Regions from separate parts of the Capsicum annuum genome. Here region 1 is linked to region 2. Evidence: chromatin contacts called from public Hi-C data. All regions are on one chromosome and are shown on one strand. The core of a region is the stretch at or near the end of the contact, and the rest is flanking DNA. Distances in the headings are between cores, read along the strand shown. Region 1 holds the start of LOC107867751. Region 2 holds the start of LOC107867753 (pentatricopeptide repeat-containing protein At2g36730).

What was found. Hi-C and Micro-C count contacts between places; a contact is called where the count stands out from the background.
Region 1: a contact with region 2 is called in a Hi-C map of bud, with 3 times the contacts expected there. The contact joins the promoter of LOC107867751 here to the promoter of LOC107867753 in region 2. A contact is called at or near these places in 3 of 5 Hi-C or Micro-C datasets (bud and leaf).

The regions. Positions count from the first base shown.
Region 1 is chr4:166,786,920-166,791,179 of UCD10Xv1.1, reverse strand. LOC107867751 reads left to right here and starts at 2,369. Exons shown (of 3, transcript XM_016714140.2): 1 at 2,369-2,732. The coding sequence starts at 2,522. It overlaps LOC107867750 (magnesium dechelatase SGRL, chloroplastic), which reads left to right. Exons shown (of 6, transcript XM_016714139.2): 4 at 268-414; 5 at 876-1,009; 6 at 1,082-1,283. The coding sequence ends at 995.
Region 2 is chr4:166,657,675-166,661,659 of UCD10Xv1.1, reverse strand. LOC107867753 (pentatricopeptide repeat-containing protein At2g36730) reads left to right here and starts at 2,165. Exons shown (of 1, transcript XM_016714144.2): 1 at 2,165-3,985. The coding sequence starts at 3,338.

The sequences.
Region 1 (4,260 bases), core at 1,120-3,619, 130 kb before region 2:
CATGAAGTTAATAGTTGAGCTCAAGAAAATGCTCTTCTTACCAAATTTCCTCGTATTTCTCAAATTTTCATCATCTTACATGAATTTCCTTTTGACTTCCAACAGTTCTAGTGCACAACTTGTAAAACAATTTTAGAATTTTGCAGCCACTTTTATGAGCTTAAGGACTTAATTTTTCATTCCTTTGTCGACGTGTTGTTTGGTTTTCACTGCTAAATTGGTCTACAGTTTGGTTACTCTGTTAAGATTAAGACTGATTTACCTCAGGTCCTTGAGGCTGTGCTCTATGGGGATTCAAATTTTTTCAAGGAGCATAACGAACTAATGAATGCAATCGTTCGAGTCTATTTCCACTCAAGCTCAAAGAAGTACAACCGTGTAGAATGCTGGGGTCCTCTAAAAGATGCAGCTAAGGTAGCACAGAATTATTACAATGTCATCGGCTACTTCTTGAAACCTTTTTGTCTGAAAGAACCAATTTTTCATAATCAAAAGTCATTGTGATCGTTCAACAGACAAAAAAGAATTGAAAAGGATATCTTTTATGTGGGGAGTATTAGAAAAAATCTCTCGTTTCTTACATTTTTATGTGCCAAACTTACTAGTTTGCTAGCCTAACCAACCTTTTGTATGATCATTGTTTTCTTAAGCATGTTCTTATCATTCCAAGTTTTAAAATCTGTGATTTATGGAACAGTTTTAAGATGTTCAGTTTTATTTTTAAAGAAACGTTATATAGTTGGTGCTTGAAGTCAAACTAAAAGATTTATAGTTTTGATCATCCAAATGAACATTTGGACGAGGGAGTGCTATTGAATCGAGAACTGTATTCAAAGTTATACTTTAGATTAATACAACTCACTCTTGTTTTCCAGGGAAGACAAGGGGATAGTATCAATGGCCTGTTATCGACAAGCAAGGGAGATTTTCACCCTCCGAAAATCCAGGGAAGTGCAAAATCAATCTTCCAAGCTCTTTTCACCTTCCTTCTCTAATCTAATACACTAAGGTGAGAGGCTAAAGAGTTCATGGATTTTGGAGGCTTCAAGTTGGGCTACCTAATAAGTCTTACCTTTTGCAGTTGGAAGGATCTCTCTTGAAACACATTTTAGAGTCATGGGATCCTACATTTCGTTGACTTGTAAAGACGAGAATTGTTTGCAAGGTCATTAGATTCTTTGTATGTATGTAATTGCATTCTTTCGAATGAGCTCTTGACTGACAATTCTTGTAAAAACCAAAGACTATTTTCCCTTTCATATGATCAATCAGTAATTGTTCCATATGCTCCTGTTTCATACATGCTCCATGAATATCTTCATATACAAGTTTGACTTGTTCACTTTGTTTCTTTAGAATCGGTCTCACTTGTCAAAAATTAAATGTCCTTTTATGAGAACCCTTTCGGAAATATTGCTTTATATTCACAAACTGCCCGATGGATCACTCAGATGTGACATTTGACCATAGTACAATATCATATTTTCTCATTTACTTTCTTAATCGTTTTATTTTTGAATAATATCTTGCTATCAGATTAATAAAGTACACAAGAAAATACTACCGAGGATATTGAACTCACATCCTTTTTGCCTTGTGGCATACCCAGGATTTTCTGGGCAACATTTTTATCAGTGTCACTTCTACATATTTGTGTCTCTGAACTTGCTATCTTATAAGGAAAATGAGAATGAAAAGTAGAAGCAAAACTAAAGCTGCATATGACTACTAAGTATTTTCGATCGGGGATTAATGTTAAAAACTGACAATATTCAAAAAGTTACATTTTATAGCTTACGCCTTGTTCCTTATAAAGTAAAAAGTCACCTTGCACCCACACCTTTAAAAACACTGATCTCCTATAAGACAAATTCAGCATAACCAACTTTAAGAATGAGAATAACAAACTACAATCTTAATCAAAGTGATATGTCACACCAAATAGGTAGTCCTAAACATACATAACGTAACTGTGGATTGGAAATAATTCTGAGTTAATATCCCAAATGGTATTTGGTCACTCAACTAATGAATATTATCTTAAAAAGTCACACAACTTTGATTTTTACTTAAAAATCACTCAACTAAGTCCTAAACATACGTAACCTAACTCTATGTTGGAAATAATTCCGAGTTAATATCCCAAATAGTTAGTCAGCTAATGAGTATTATCTCAGAAAGTCATACAACTTTGATTTTTACTTAAAAGTCACTCAACTAAGGCTTCAAAAGTCATTCAACTATATGTATTTTGCTTATAAGTCGCTCAACTTTTTTTAAAAAAAAAATTAAAATTGGGCTCAAGGCCCTTTTATTAAAAACCGAAAATGAGTTTAAATTACAAGACCGGGCCCAAAAGTGACCCGGTCCTAATAATAACCGATGAAACAAAGTAAACCATTCTTTAGATTAGGAAAGTTGGAAAGTTGTTGAAGCTTCCAGAATACTAATCAACCAACAATGCTGCTACTTCTATAGGAAAGGCGTCGACTTGTTCTCCTTGGCATCACAATCTTCTTCAATGACCAACGATCAACGAAGGTGCTGCTGTGATGGTGTTAGTGTCGCCTTACCAATACAAATCGACCATTCTCATTTGACCAACGATGTTGATGCTGATATGGTGTCGCCTTGTGAACCTCTTGTTGCCTTTTCATCTTTATCTCCGCAGCTCCTCTGTCCACCACTGCTGAGATTCACCAATCACGATTATCTTCTTCTCAGCCACCTAAGTTAAGTTTTAAATTCTAATCTTACCTTCTTTACTTTCATAGCTCAATGGATTGAGATTCTTAAGAATCGAATACCAATATCTTAACTGAAACATAAATTCCAGTAAGTTACAATTTGAAAACTTTGTCATTGTATAAGGTTGTTCTTAATCATTTGTAGGGACCTATTTTGGATCTGATTTAGCTGTTGTTTGAGTATTTAGCAAAGGAAATCACTTCCAACAACAAGTATCATCATCTCCTTAAAACATCCCCAAATCAATTATTCCCAACCAATTTGCACTTTATTGGTCGAGGTTAATCCTCTCTGATTTCTATCTTAATTCAAAGTTATGAGCTGCTCTAATTATCTACATATCCCATGTTACCTTTTGCTCCTCCGACATGTTCATTGTATGAACCTTATTATCCTGCCCTATTTCTTGTGTTACTGTTCTGCTGTTGCAAATTTTTTGTATGAGTTGGTGTTGTTGTTTGTTCACTCTTTCTTTGAGGTTCTTCTAATATTAGGAGTTCCCTTTTTGTCTAGATTAATGATAGCCTTTCCTTTCACTGGCACCTCTTCAAGACAATTGGACTGAAAATCATCTGCAAAATCAAAAACCAAGTTAGTAAAAAAATCAGCTAGAATGTTGCCTTCCCGAAGGGAATGCACCACTCTAACTGATAAATTCTCCATCATAGACTTTATGGAGTTGACCACAATTGGCATACTCCATGGGGCTTCTCAATTTAGATTTAAAATCTGCACCATTGCCCATGAATCACTTTTCACAATTATTTACTGAATAAAGTTATCACTACAGAACAGTAGGCATTCCCTGAACGCTATAGCTTCTGCTATCAAACTAGTAGTGTCTTTGATTCTAGATCCTTCATCTACCACTAGATCACCAAACTGATCTCTAATACAAAATGCAATAGAGCTAGGGCCTAGATTTCCTTTAGAGGCACCATCAATGTTACACTTTAGCCAACCAGTCTCAAAAGGAAACTATTTCACCAGTTTGAATGAATAATAGCTGCTATAACTCTAAAGATCATCAATTATACTATGCTATTTTTTATCTGCAACCTCCATTCTGAATCTAAGATTTATGAACTTTGCAATAGTATCATTCACTTCCAAGTAAATCTTTCTTTCTTGATAATTTCCCCAATTCAAAATAGTGTTTCTTCTCTTTCATGAAAACCCAAGAATAATTATAGGAACAACACTGAAACAACCCTCAATCTATAATTACCAGCTTGAGTTCTCCATATCCTAACACTTTGTTTCACATTTAGTCTCTGCTAAACTAATCCAGCTGCACCACAGTAATGGTTCCACACCCTTCTAGCAATTTCACCATTAAGAAATAGGTGATTAATAGTTTCCCTTTTTGGATTACTACAACAAATACATTTCTATGAAATCTCAGAGTTCCAGTTATTCATCAAACCAACAACTTGGATTATGCCTTTCCAAATTCTCCAGGTTAAAGAACGATAATTTAAAGGCAATCCATTATGCCAGGTTGCTTTTAAA
Region 2 (3,985 bases), core at 916-3,415:
GTCAACCCAGGTCGTCACCTGGGAGCTGGAATTTATGATATTCTACCTAAGTCTGACGACATTGCTGATAAGTCATTAGAAATGTCGTCAGAAATGTGATAGGTTATCAGAAATGTCGTTAGAATTGTGATAAGTCGTCAGAAATGTCGTCACTCAGTTTCCAGGCTGATATGCTGGAGTAAAATGGGCATAACTTTTTGCTCCGATATTGGATTTAGGCGAAATTGGTATTGTTGGAAAGATAATTCAATTATATATCTGTTGGTAGGTCATGAGCTCAAAAATTCATAGTATAAATAGAGATATGCTCATTTGAAGTTGACTATAGCAATATTCTTCCCAAGAATTCAATTGGTAAGGAATATTTAGATTCGTCTGATAGCTGGGATTTATTTGAAGAATTAATATACATCTAACTTGCTCATAAAACTATAAAAGAATCATGATGTACTATGCATGAGTTTGAAACACGGCTATAGTATTGGTTTGGATTTTTTGGGGTATTACAAAAGAGAACCAAGTCTTATTAAAAAACAAAAAAATAAAAAAATGAAAAAAAGGGCAGGGGCAGGGCAGGGGCGGTTGGGTGGGTTAGGGGTGGGGTGAGAGGGTTTTACAAGGGATGGGTGGGTTACATTTAAAATTGGGGTGGGGTGAGTTAAATTTAAAAGTGGGTAAAGTAAAGGTGATGTGATGTAGTTCGGTGTAAGTTGTAATAATTTATTATAACTTACAGACAGTTAACTTACAAAAACTGTCTGTAGTTTGTAATAAATTATTATGTTTTAAAAACAATATTTGTAAAACGTAATAGATTATTACAAACTACATGATTTGACATAAAGAAGATGTGATAGCACACTGTTTTTTATTTTTTGTTTTTTGTGCAAAACATAATAAATTATTACATTTTACAAATCGTGTTGACCATTAAGAAAAAAGTGAAAAATATAATAAATTATTATATTTAGCCTATTTTGATAACTTTTTAAATATGTGGCCTATCTTAGTCACTTTTTTTATTTTGTGGCTTATTTTGGTTCCGAGTTTTGCTGAAAGGGGAGTAATATTTGTTATTTGATATCAGTTCCTTGTGGAGTGGAAACCAAAGAAATTGTTAAATTAAAAAAAAAAAATCAAGTCAGTGTCCAAAGTGGGATTGATTGAACCTGGGAAAGAAAAGTTAGGCTACTCTATTTAATTAATAATATAATTGATAGTGATTTCTTTTGAGGAATTTGTTATGATTTAGTTACTGTTTCATGTTTCCCTTCGCTGTCAGTTTGCTTTTTTTAATATATATGGGATAAAAGGTTTTCTATAGGGTAAAAGTAGTGTTGCAGTCACTGATTTACATTGCATGTTAGGGTAAAAATATATATATTTGAACAAATTTTGACCATTCAGAAGTCCTGCGCAAGGGCAAGTTTGTTAATTGACGCTTGTCTTCGGGGTTCAGATAAGTTGAGACTTTTCTTAGACTCTTTTTCAAAGTGCTTATTTGAATATTTGTTAGTTATGTGTAATGGGAGTAATGAAAATTGGGGATCCCGTTGAGGTGATTATGACGAGCATATATACGGGTACCGGTGTTGTCTGAGGGGATAAAATAAGTTAATTGTATGTTTGAACTATTTTTCCCTATTTGCTAGCTCGATGGACTGATTGGTTATGGTAGATAATTATTGAACAAGCTAGATAATGAGAATACTCTTACTTGATAAGTTGAGTTGACTTTAAAACTGATGTCTGATCTGACTTGAGACACGAAGTGCTTTGGTTGATTTTATTTTTGACTTAAGATCGGAGTTGCACGCCTGCACATCATACATTGCATTTCATATGGGATCGGAGTGCACACCTGCACAATATTATATATATTTATTGAGATCGGGGTGCAGGCCTGCACAATATATTTATTGGGATCGAAGTGCACGCCTGCAAGTATATTTATTAGAATCGAAATGCACGCCTTCACAATATATTGATTGGGATCGAAGTGCACGTATGCACAGTACATGGACCTTGTGAATCCCCCATGGGTCCTGACCTCAAAGCCATTGCTCGGTAGGTGTGTACAGAGCATATGCAGTACATTGCATTGCATTGCATTGATTCATTTGGTTTAAATTGGTTAAAGTTAATTGTTGACCTTGTACTTAATTGTATATGTGTTATTTATTTTACCGAATTGAGAAATTCTACTATTATGTTATGATATCCTTATGACTGTTAATCTTGACTATTCAGTTAGATGGTTTTCCTGAGTGAAGGTTGTATGTTTTTTTTTATGATGATTTACATAGTGTCACTTGTCACCACTTCGAATTAGGGTCAGTCGACGATGTTTGCTCAGTATACGTAGTTTCATACTCACTCTTGCTTTTTCTACATCCTACGTGCAAGTACAGATCCAACGACCTCCGAATATTGATCCCTGTGGTTCCTTCTTTGCTAGCATCATTGGAGATTCGAGGTAGCTGCTACTGGCTTTAGAAACTACTGAAATCTCCTTCAACCTTGTCCTTATGCATTTTCTGCATTTTGAAAGACTCAAACTTTCTTTTGGTTCTGTATTTAATTGATTGTATTAGTGATTTCCAAACCTGGGATTATAGATTATTTGATTTTACTAGCCTGTTAATCTATTAACGAAACTATTCGGGATTGGTTATGTTCTTATTCCTTCCGCTTCTATGAGTTTGAGATGTTATTCTTAGAATTGAATATTTAGTTTACCTATCATGGAGGATGGAATAGGTGTCATCACAGTCCCGAATTTGGGTTGTGACAAGCTGTGAATAGTAATATTATAAAGCATATTTATATATGATAAAATACAAGTTAGGTCCACAATATAATTTTTCTAAATTTCAATGTACTCTCATTTTAAGGCACTATTTAAATTTTGTTCAATTTTTTTAAAAAAATAAATTGAAAATATAGATCCATATTACCGTTTCTATCCCATGCTCCTCTTCAAGATTAAACTACAGCAACAAAATCCAGTGATGCGCTAGCATCTTACAGATGTGTTAAGTGGGATTTTGAAGTAATATATTACAACTGTTTATGGGAAAAAAATCCAATGAAGCTATCAAAACAGAGATATGTGGGTCAATTAATTGTGCAAATATATGAATCGCTCAACAACACTAAACATGTATTTCAGTGATATAATGACTTACAAAAAAGATATGAAGTAAGTCTATATGCATCAAAATAGTTTCAAAAATTGTAAGTAATTTAACAGGTCAGATAGCATAAAGTATCTCGGAAATTGATCTTTCGATACCTTTTCACAATTTGAATTTTGAATAGAAGAAGTGTGGCGGGCATGAGCTTCACCTCCAAAATACAACAACTACTTGCTCTTCTCAACTCTTGTTCTTCCCTCAAACACCTCTTCCAAATTCATGCTCAAATCATAATCTCTGGATTATCTCAACACAACTGTATCGTCCTCAAAATAATCAACTTTTTCGCTTCTCATACCCCAATAAACTCATCTTCTTACGCTGGTTTCGTCATCAAGCAATCCCATAATTCGTCTAATTCATGGTGGAACATCCTCATTAGACGTTATGCCACATGCCACAAGTCTTCATATACAGAAGCCATTCGGTTTTTTGTAGAAATGCGGCGTGTTGGAGCTGTTTCTGATGAATTCACATACCCTTTTCTCTTCAAGGCGTGCTCGTCCTTTTTGGGTCTGGAAGAAGGGAAACAGGTTCATTGTGATGTGATCAAGATTGGTGTTTGTAACAATGTGTATGTTCAGAATACTTTGATTCATTTCTATGGTTCTTGTAAGAAGATTGTGGATGCATATAAAATGTTTGATGAAATGTCGCCTAGAACTGTTGTTTCTTGGAATTCAATAATTTCGGCTTGTGTTGAAAGCTGTTGGTATTATGATGGGGTTGAGATTTTTCGAGTAATGAGGAAATGTGGGGTTCAACCGGATGAGACGACGATGGTGGTT